2 separate regions of the Zea mays genome follow, and region 2 is linked to region 1. Evidence: chromatin contacts called from public Hi-C data. All regions are on one chromosome and are shown on one strand. The core of a region is the stretch at or near the end of the contact, and the rest is flanking DNA. Distances in the headings are between cores, read along the strand shown. Region 1 holds the start of LOC100277587. Region 2 holds the start of LOC103646089 (trichohyalin).

Region 1 (4,224 bases), core at 1,442-3,941:
TCCACCCCGCATTTGCACCCAGGTATCTGATAGTTGAAAAAACATTTTGCTTGATTAAATGTCCATCTAAGAAATTAAATGATAGTATAATTATATGCCAAAATAAGGTACTCTTAATTTCAGGAGTTGGTGCCTCATGTAGGTCATGTGTTTCTCTAGCAGATGCCCAGTTCACAGCTTCCTTATGGCCGCAATGAAACCCTAACCATCCCACCCTTGATCTGTCGATCCCAATGCAAAGGGTCATTGTTCTGCACATTGGGAAGTAAATTATATTAAATTCAAGAAGCAAGTAACGTCAGAAAATAAGATAGTTTCACCCAATCAGCTTCATGTGCCTTCCTATTGCAACTTTGACCTATGCTGTTGTTCAGAACATTATTTGATCTATTAAGAGATCTTGATTGTGCACAATGAGCAGCCCGTGACAGGATAGCTATTCTCCCTTGAGATTGCAAACTTACAAAGTCATTAAGTGGTTGACAAAGAGAGACAAATCCCCATAGGTTGAGATGATGTATAGAGACATTGATGTATTGAGACAACCATGCCCCTCTAACCCCATACAGATATAAGGTTATAGAAATTCGAATAGCATTTTAGTTTTTTACAACTGGGCCTGGAAACTCTTTGGACACCACTATTTTACAACTTATTATTCATCTTGTGTTAGAGCACAAGGAACTATACAAGCGAGGTTGCTTATTGAAGCGGGATCATTATGTCAAGGCCCAGTTGGAAGCACAGCCAGATCTTTGATGCCCCCTCGCTCAAAACTTGCATTCCTTGTACATGAGCTAACAAGCAGAAGAAATCCCTTTTTACAATACAAATTTACTTTCCTATTCACCCTGCCATATATCATACAAAGTTGGCCAGGACATGCGCCCATGGCCACCATCTCTAACCCTAATGGTGCCATCAAACTAGCACCATGATGCCGGTTATCTCAAGCAGGCACCTTGCTGCAGTACTGACACTCTTACAGCATGCCAATTTATCTCAGCGATTACTGGTATCCTTCAAGCAATCTTGATTTTCTGGGTCATAGACCGAGGGTGCATTTTTCAGACTTTGTCATTGATTAATCTAGGTTCATCATTGTACTCTCAGATCGTCAACTCTATCAATCACATCAAGGGCTTTTGTCCGGTCGATCTCAAAGTGGATCACAGGAAGCAACCTCTTGATCGATAGCGCCTCTTTCCTGTTGCCACTGCTTGGTGAATGGTTGTTACTTTTGCTTAACCTGCTTTGATTATTATGTCTTTCCTTATTGTCAAACTCTTGGCTTTTTCTTATACCAGGGATAAATGTCATGTACTTGACATCACTTAGCATGTCTTGGTCTTCTTCAGAATTTGGATCACAAACTCAACAAAATACAGTATTGTCGCTCGGGTAGAAGTTAAATTCCCGATTGAACCAAGTTTTCGTGACAAACAACATTTCGTTTTATCTTACATCAATGTAAGCCAACAATTCTTTAAGTTTTATTTTCAAAGTTACATGATCTTTATACCACCTCTTCTCCTACTGAAATACTATTAGAGAGCCAAGATCGAGGTCATAACATATTCGTTTTATGTTCAAAACATACATTCCGCCTATCTCGTTCTACAAGATAATAGGTTTTGTTCTCTTATGTCTTTGTCTGTAGGATGCAAAGATTCTTCGAAGTAACTTTGTGATTGATCTGTTAAGTTATGAGGACAATTCGTGCCGATATGCCATCCCTGCAAACATACAACAGAGACTTATCGATATCGCTAAAAGGGATTAGCTGATTTGTGTACAGTTGTCGACACATTTGTCTGTAATTAAAAATTCTAAATTAAGTTTTTAGAAATAATTTGTGTGATATTAATAATGTTTTCCACACGTATTTTACATATTATAGTGATGTTTGTCGTTCCGTATCAATGTTTCATACAAATCTTTTATTTCCGTCGCAACGCACGGACACATATCTATAACAATATAAGTCACATATGTATATAAGTTATCGTGTTATTATACGGTTCCGTTGCAACGCACAGACACTCACCTAGTTTAAAGCAAGTACGAGTGAGGACAACCTTAGCCTGTCAAGCGGACTGCAGCCGATCAAAAACATGTTCCTCCGTTGTAAATTTATAATTTGTTTTACCTTTTTAAGATAAATTTAACAGACTCGTTTTATTTAAATTTGAGCCGGCGAATACTTTAGGAATAACATCCACGATGTGTTTGTCTGATAATATCCGCCATGGGTAGGTCAGTTTTTTTGAATTATCTGAAATGCACCCAATAGTGATAAAATTATATTCGTGATATTCATATAGAATATTCATGTGAACACATATACAAAAATATCTAGATATCAGAAAAAGTATTCACGCTCGGGTCAAATGGACGGTCGAACAAACATTCAGTACCATTTGCATAATTGCATCCGGATCTGAAAAGTTGTGCCGGCACCGTGGGACCGTGCCAGGTCCACGTCAGCCGAGATACCGCTGGCACGAGGGAATGTGCCGAGTTGCCGACGTCCGACGAGGCCGGGGGAGCACGTGACATGAGATATCATCACGCACGGCGCTCGTTGCTCCTCCCCATCTCCGCCGTCCGCTTCGCATCCCACGGCTACCGCCTCCCTCCGCGCCCTCCTGTCCGCCTCATCTGCCGAGACCACCAGCCAATCAGCCAGCTACACACACACATCACTTGCCAGGCCAGTTGCGCTTGCGCCGCGCGCGCTCTCTCTATCTGCTTGTCGTGCAGAGAAAGTGAGGCGCTGCGCTGCGCTCCGCCGCGCAGATGTGGGCGCCGGGCTCGCCTGGGAGGCTGCCGGCGATGGTGGAGTGCGACGAGGACGGGCACGGGGACGCGTACCACGGGACGATGGCCTCCTGCTGGGGCCGCTTCGGCGCCGCCGCGCTGTGGCGCAGGCTACGGCGGCGTGTCAGCCTGGTGCGGCGCAGGCGGCGGCGCGGCCGCTCCCTCCTCGGCGGGCTAAACTACGACCCGCTCAGCTACGCGCAGAACTTCGACGACGGGTGCCTGGAGGAGCGCGAGCCGGACTTCAGCGCCAGGTTCGCGCCCGCGCGCCACGCCGCCGCCGGCTCCCCGCGGCCCACGGCCTGACGGCGTACTAGATTTTTTTTTATTACGACGTACTACCCCCGCTCGGTGCTCTGCTCGCAGTCGCAGCGCGCCATTGGAAGAGTCAAGAGTGGCAGGTAATTGCTCCTCCGCACGTCCTTTAGTTGATAAATGTATATACATGGTACACCGTACACGCCGTCGACTCGCATGGATGGATTGGATGGATGTAATTAAATACAGTAGCAGGTATCGTTAGTCGATCTCGATCGGAACGAAAAATAAGTTCTTGCCGATTGGCTGGCTTCCTTCATCCGGCAGCGTTCGTTCTTGCGGCTGCAGGATTCTTGAGGTTTTGACGTGTTCATGTACGCCTGTGCCTGTGTTTCGGGCTTCGGCACAGCGATCGCCTAAATCGTTCTAGGTCTTGTGGAGATGGCAGCATTCACCTTCAGTTCGTGCACTGTTTCTCCCCTCAACACATCCCATATATATTTGCTATATAGCTTCAGCGTGGCGAAGTTAGAGCAAAATTGAGGATGGTGAAATTGATCGGCATACTATTTTTTTTTTCTAGGAGTACATATACAGTGAAATTTTAACTGCATCTATAGAATTTGCGTTTTCAAGGGGGCGTATTGCATCCGATAGGTACAAACTAGCTTCGCCACTGAGCTTCATATTTACATTAAAATGTGACGCTTTGATGCAGGCAGCTGACACTGCACCTGCAGCTACTGGTTTCTCCACTACGCTTAGCTAGCACCCCCCAAAAAGTCGTGCCACTGCTTCTATCGTGGAATTACTTCTCCTGTCCTAGTCGAATTATCAGAGGACGGATCCAAGATCTGGGTGCCTGCTTCTGTTTACAAAAGCAAAGGTTACAACGAGATAGAGAGGGAGATGCATGCGCACTTCCTGAGCTGAGGGTAGAGTGTTGGAGGATAGCTTTAGGTCGGAATATCCTCGCAAAAATCCATCGTGTTGCAGTGTATAGCTTGAACCTGACGACGATCCTGTTGGCTTCATTCTGATGGCACGTCAGCACACGCAACTCGAGTAAGAAAATATCTTGCCCACCCAACCCAAGGCACCAAAACAAAAGGACCCTGGTGCTCTATCTCACTATTCTCTATGTGG
Region 2 (4,413 bases), core at 1,716-4,215, 160 kb after region 1:
CTGATCCTGAGTCATTTGCTGTGGCCTCCGACTCTGCAATGACTGCTGCGGCCTATGCTGCATGGATTGATGTGGCCTCTGACCATGGGAAGAATGCTGCAGTCTCTGACCAGCTGACTGCATCTTCTGGCTTTGCAAGGATTTTGATCTGTCAACCTCTGAGAAATGGTGCTTTGGGGCTACACTGCTCTTCCTCAGAGCAGCATCATTCAGATCCGTGGAAGCTTGCTTATTAGCAATGGAACCTCTGCTTGTAAGCTTTTGGATTGTGGTTTTGCTAGTACTTGCCTGGTTGGACCCATTTATTGCACTACCATGCATCCTCTCATTGCCACGTGAAACAACCCTTTCATGCATCCTTTCATTGTCACGTGAGACAACCCTTTCTCTGTTCAAGAAAGCCTCCTTTCTCATGGTATCTACCCTACCTTCGGCATGCCTTTGAGTTGACATTTTGTTCTTAGATCCATATCCATTTGACACCCGTGCAGGTTGACTTGTTGGTGCCTTGCTCTTCACTGTTGTTCGCATCACCTCACGATCTTCATTATCCAGAAATAAACAGTCAGTAATTCCCATTTTAAGACACAGGGAATACCTTGGCTAATAAAATTAGAGTTCCAACTCACCAGCCCTTTGAGTCAAGGAAGATCTAGCAGCAGGCTTCTCCTTTGGAGAGGATGACAGGTCAGCATCATCCGAGAGTAGAAATGAATAATCCCGGTTATCCTTAAGTGCCTCGGCCTTCTTCTTTACCTGCAAATTGCAACTGCTATGTTGTGAATACATTATTTTAAGTCCATTATACCGAACATGCAAAAGAATGAAGTGAATATAAATTATTTATACCTGATTAACAATTTTCTGTTTATGCTGATGTCCATTTACTTTACTTTGCACTTTAGAGGACGACGGAATGTCCTTCTGGTAAAGGCAAAAAAGAATATAATTAATGTTGGTTTAGTGCTACCCAAAATTAGCACACTGGCATAGTATTACATGTACTCCCGAAGGCCTTGGCTCCCTTGCAACTGTGCTATGCAGTTCTTTCAATGATTTTCTTTCTTCAATCACTCGACGAGAAATCACCGGCTTGGATGGCCCAAAGAAAGAGCCAAATCTAGCAAGAAAAACAGGTAAAACACATTGAAGTATTGAACAACACTCTACATTCCCTTATTCACTAAATACTGTTTGGCATTTATTTTAAAGAAAATTGGTCTACAAACATCACAACCGCACTGAAGAACAAGCACATATAATGGTGAAAAATAAATCTTCCAGCGGCATACATTCCACAAGTGTATAATGATCAATAGGCTATGAAAACTTCAGTTCCACGATATGAGACATTTCAAAAGGAAACAAGTAATCTCCCGTAAGTCTTATTATTTCTCAATGGCATGAGCACAAAGAGAAATCTTTTTAGAAAGGAGGAGAATGCTGCTGAGAATCAGTACATCAAACATGCTTACTTGTCCCTGGCTTGAGGTATTTGTAAAGAAGACGATCTGCCAGCTGTGCAGGAAGCAGCAGCCTTTGCCTTTCGCCTAATCTGCTCTTTTAATCGTTCTCTCAATTCTAGGATCTCCTTTTGTCCCTCTGTAGGCTCTTCCTCCTCAAAATACTCATCCCCAGCACCCGAACCTTCCTCATCATACTCATCTTGATCATAGTACTCATCTCCGTACTCATCTTCCACTTCCTGGTGGTTACCCTGCACAATAATCGTCATCGTTTCGGGACCAAAAAAATTGCACTGTTTTTTTCACGACAGTCAATTCTACAGCTCCCTCTTTATTTTATTACAATTATTTTTTTCTTCTACATTCTTTATTTTATTACAATTATTTTTTCCTACATTTGGTCAAATAAAAAAATGAAGTACCATAATCCGCTGTCTACCTCAGTTTTCCCTCATGAACTTTGATTTGCGTCCTTTAAAAGCTATAATGATCATATACTTGATCGAAATGAAACCGACCGAAGTGCACGAAGTAAAGCTTACATTGGTCTCGTACCCGTAGCCCCGCATTGTCAAAACTCAACAGGATCCCGTCGTACGAGCTTCGAATTCACCGAATCGCCTGAATCAAAGCAAGTGAACTTCCATAAGTTTAGAAAGGCCGCCATGGATTTTTCGAACAATGCCCGCGTTGAAGCAGCCAAGCATCCAGTCGGGACAAAATACACATCGAACCAGCATCGATTGGCCCTAAATTTCCTTGGCGAAGGTACTCGATTCATAGGATAGGCACCTAATCGCTCAAATTCCACCCCAGATGCGACGCAAGGAATGGCAAATCTAGGGTTTGGACGGAGAATACGTGGCGAATCTGGGATGCCGCCACAGGAAAGCAACCATAGAAACCAGGGGGATTCGCGCCACCGGTTGGGGGACTCACCTCGGGGACCGGAGACGCCTCGTTCCGCCGCGGTGGCGGAGATCAGACTCGAACGACCAGTTGTTGCGACGCGGCTGGATCAGAAGTCGCTCGGGAGAAAGGAGGGGGGAGGGCGCTGCGGTCCAGGAGGCTGCTACGCCCGCGGCCGGGTAGGCACGGGGCGGAGGCGACCACAGCCCGCGTCTTGGTCGCTGCGGGAAACGGCGGGGGTCGCCGCCGGACCGGCGTGGGGCGCGAGGCTTTTGCCTCTCGTCGGGTGGAAAACTGGAAATGGGGAGCACAGGAGCCAGGGAGAGGGGGCAGGGGTTGAAGCGGGCGCACCGCGCACCGTTAAATAGGCGCGTTTCGCCTGCGCCGGGTAAAGAAGCCTGACGTCGCGCTGCCTCAGACGTGAGATGTCTCTGGAACCTACGCACGGCGGCGCATGGGCTACGCTTTTCTTGGCAGGTCTTGCGAGTGCCCAATCGCGAGCTGGGACACTGCACTGCAGCCTGCCTGCCTCTGCCTCTGCCTCTGCCTCTGCCTTCAGGCTAGTTTGCTTCCCCAAAAAGTGTTGCTTCCGCCAACAATGGAGCACGCTCCACGAAGAATGGAAGAAATGAATCGGGCCTGGTGCTGGAAACATGAGCTGTATTTTTTGGGTCACCACCGTTACGGTCCAAAGAAATCTAAAGTAGGAGTGTAGGACCTGATAAAAAAATATGGATCGGTTTAGCATAGTAAACGGGTCTAGGCTAGGCTATAAATTTCGTCGCGTCGGGCTTGGTACGGTTTAATAAAGTCTATATTATTTAATTTATTTAATTTAGTAAGTTTACGGTGTTTGTCTTGTAATATTTGAATTTTACATGGTTAAATAATGCTATTATTATTTAATATCTTTAATTAATAATAATATCTTTAATTTAGTAAGTTATAGATGTGGTTGTAATATTTGAACTTTATGTAGTTTAAATAAATGTGACAAGTTTGATCCAACATCGTCCAACAAAAACACGATGTGTTTTAGGACGAGGCTAGACTACTGTTTCTATTCTTTAAACTAACTGTTGACGCCTTTTCGGAGGCGCCAATCACTTCAAAAGAAAGCAGTGCTCTCTGGTCAGGCGCGGACAGTCCGCGGCACAGGGCCGGACGGTCCGCGACCTGGCGTGAGGCGGCGGTGCTCTCTGGTCAGGCGCGGACGGTCCGCGGCATAGGGTCGGACGGTCCGCGACCTGGTGCAGGAGCTCGGGTTCCCTGCCTGACGGCCGGACGGTCCGCGCCCTAGGGCCGGACGGTCCGCGCGTATGCAGGGGCGGCGGAAGATCGTCGGCGGCGTCTGGATCTCGTTCCCGGGAGGGACCCCGTCGGGGAGGAGAGATCCTAGGAGTTGTCTAGGCTCGGGTAGACCGACCTAGACTCCTCTAATCGATGTAGAGTCGAAGAGAGACGGAGAATTTGGGGATTGGAAGGCTAAACTAGGGCTAAACTAGAACTACTCCTAATTATACAGGAAATAAATGTGAAATAGAAGTTGTATTGATTCGATTGTTGATGATTACAAATCGGTCGTAGACCTCTCTATTTATAGAGGAGGGGGGCTGGACCCTTTACACAACTGATTCTGAGCTAATTCCGCGAATATAGCTAACAACCGTAGCACAAAACTCGAAACCCTAAACTGCTCTGCGCATGCGCGGACCATCCGGCCCACAGGCGCGGACTGTCCGGACTGCGGACCGTCCGGCCTCAGGGCCGGACCGTCCGCCAGCTCAAAACTATGCTCAACATATGCCCCCCTGCCTTTTGGTGGAGCTGAGCAAACCAAAAGCAACTAACTCGATGTGATTACATCGGTTCTCTTAGGCATCTTGCCACATACTAGGATGGTACTGTTTGAGGAAACACCCATTCAAAGCCTTAGACAAATCCTTGCCTTGTAATGTTTGTAGCAAATAGGTGTTGCCAGACATCACCTGTTTTACTTTATAAGGACCCTCCCAGCTTGGCGACTATTTCCCGAACT

What was found. Hi-C and Micro-C count contacts between places; a contact is called where the count stands out from the background.
Region 2: a Hi-C map of leaf shows a contact between it and region 1, with 5 times the contacts expected there. The contact joins the promoter of LOC103646089 here to the promoter of LOC100277587 in region 1. A contact is called at or near these places in 5 of 25 Hi-C or Micro-C datasets (bundle sheath, ear, leaf and 1 more).

What each region holds. Positions count from the first base shown.
Region 1 is chr2:19,750,239-19,754,462 of Zm-B73-REFERENCE-NAM-5.0, forward strand. LOC100277587 reads left to right here and starts at 2,692. Exons shown (of 1, transcript NM_001151105.2): 1 at 2,692-3,397. The coding sequence starts at 2,800. The coding sequence ends at 3,126.
Region 2 is chr2:19,911,562-19,915,974 of Zm-B73-REFERENCE-NAM-5.0, forward strand. It overlaps LOC103646089 (trichohyalin), which reads right to left and starts at 2,966. Exons shown (of 10, transcript XM_008670817.4): 1 at 2,406-2,966; 2 at 2,009-2,087; 3 at 1,476-1,717; 4 at 1,000-1,120; 5 at 850-924; 6 at 630-756; 7 at 1-542. The coding sequence starts at 2,035.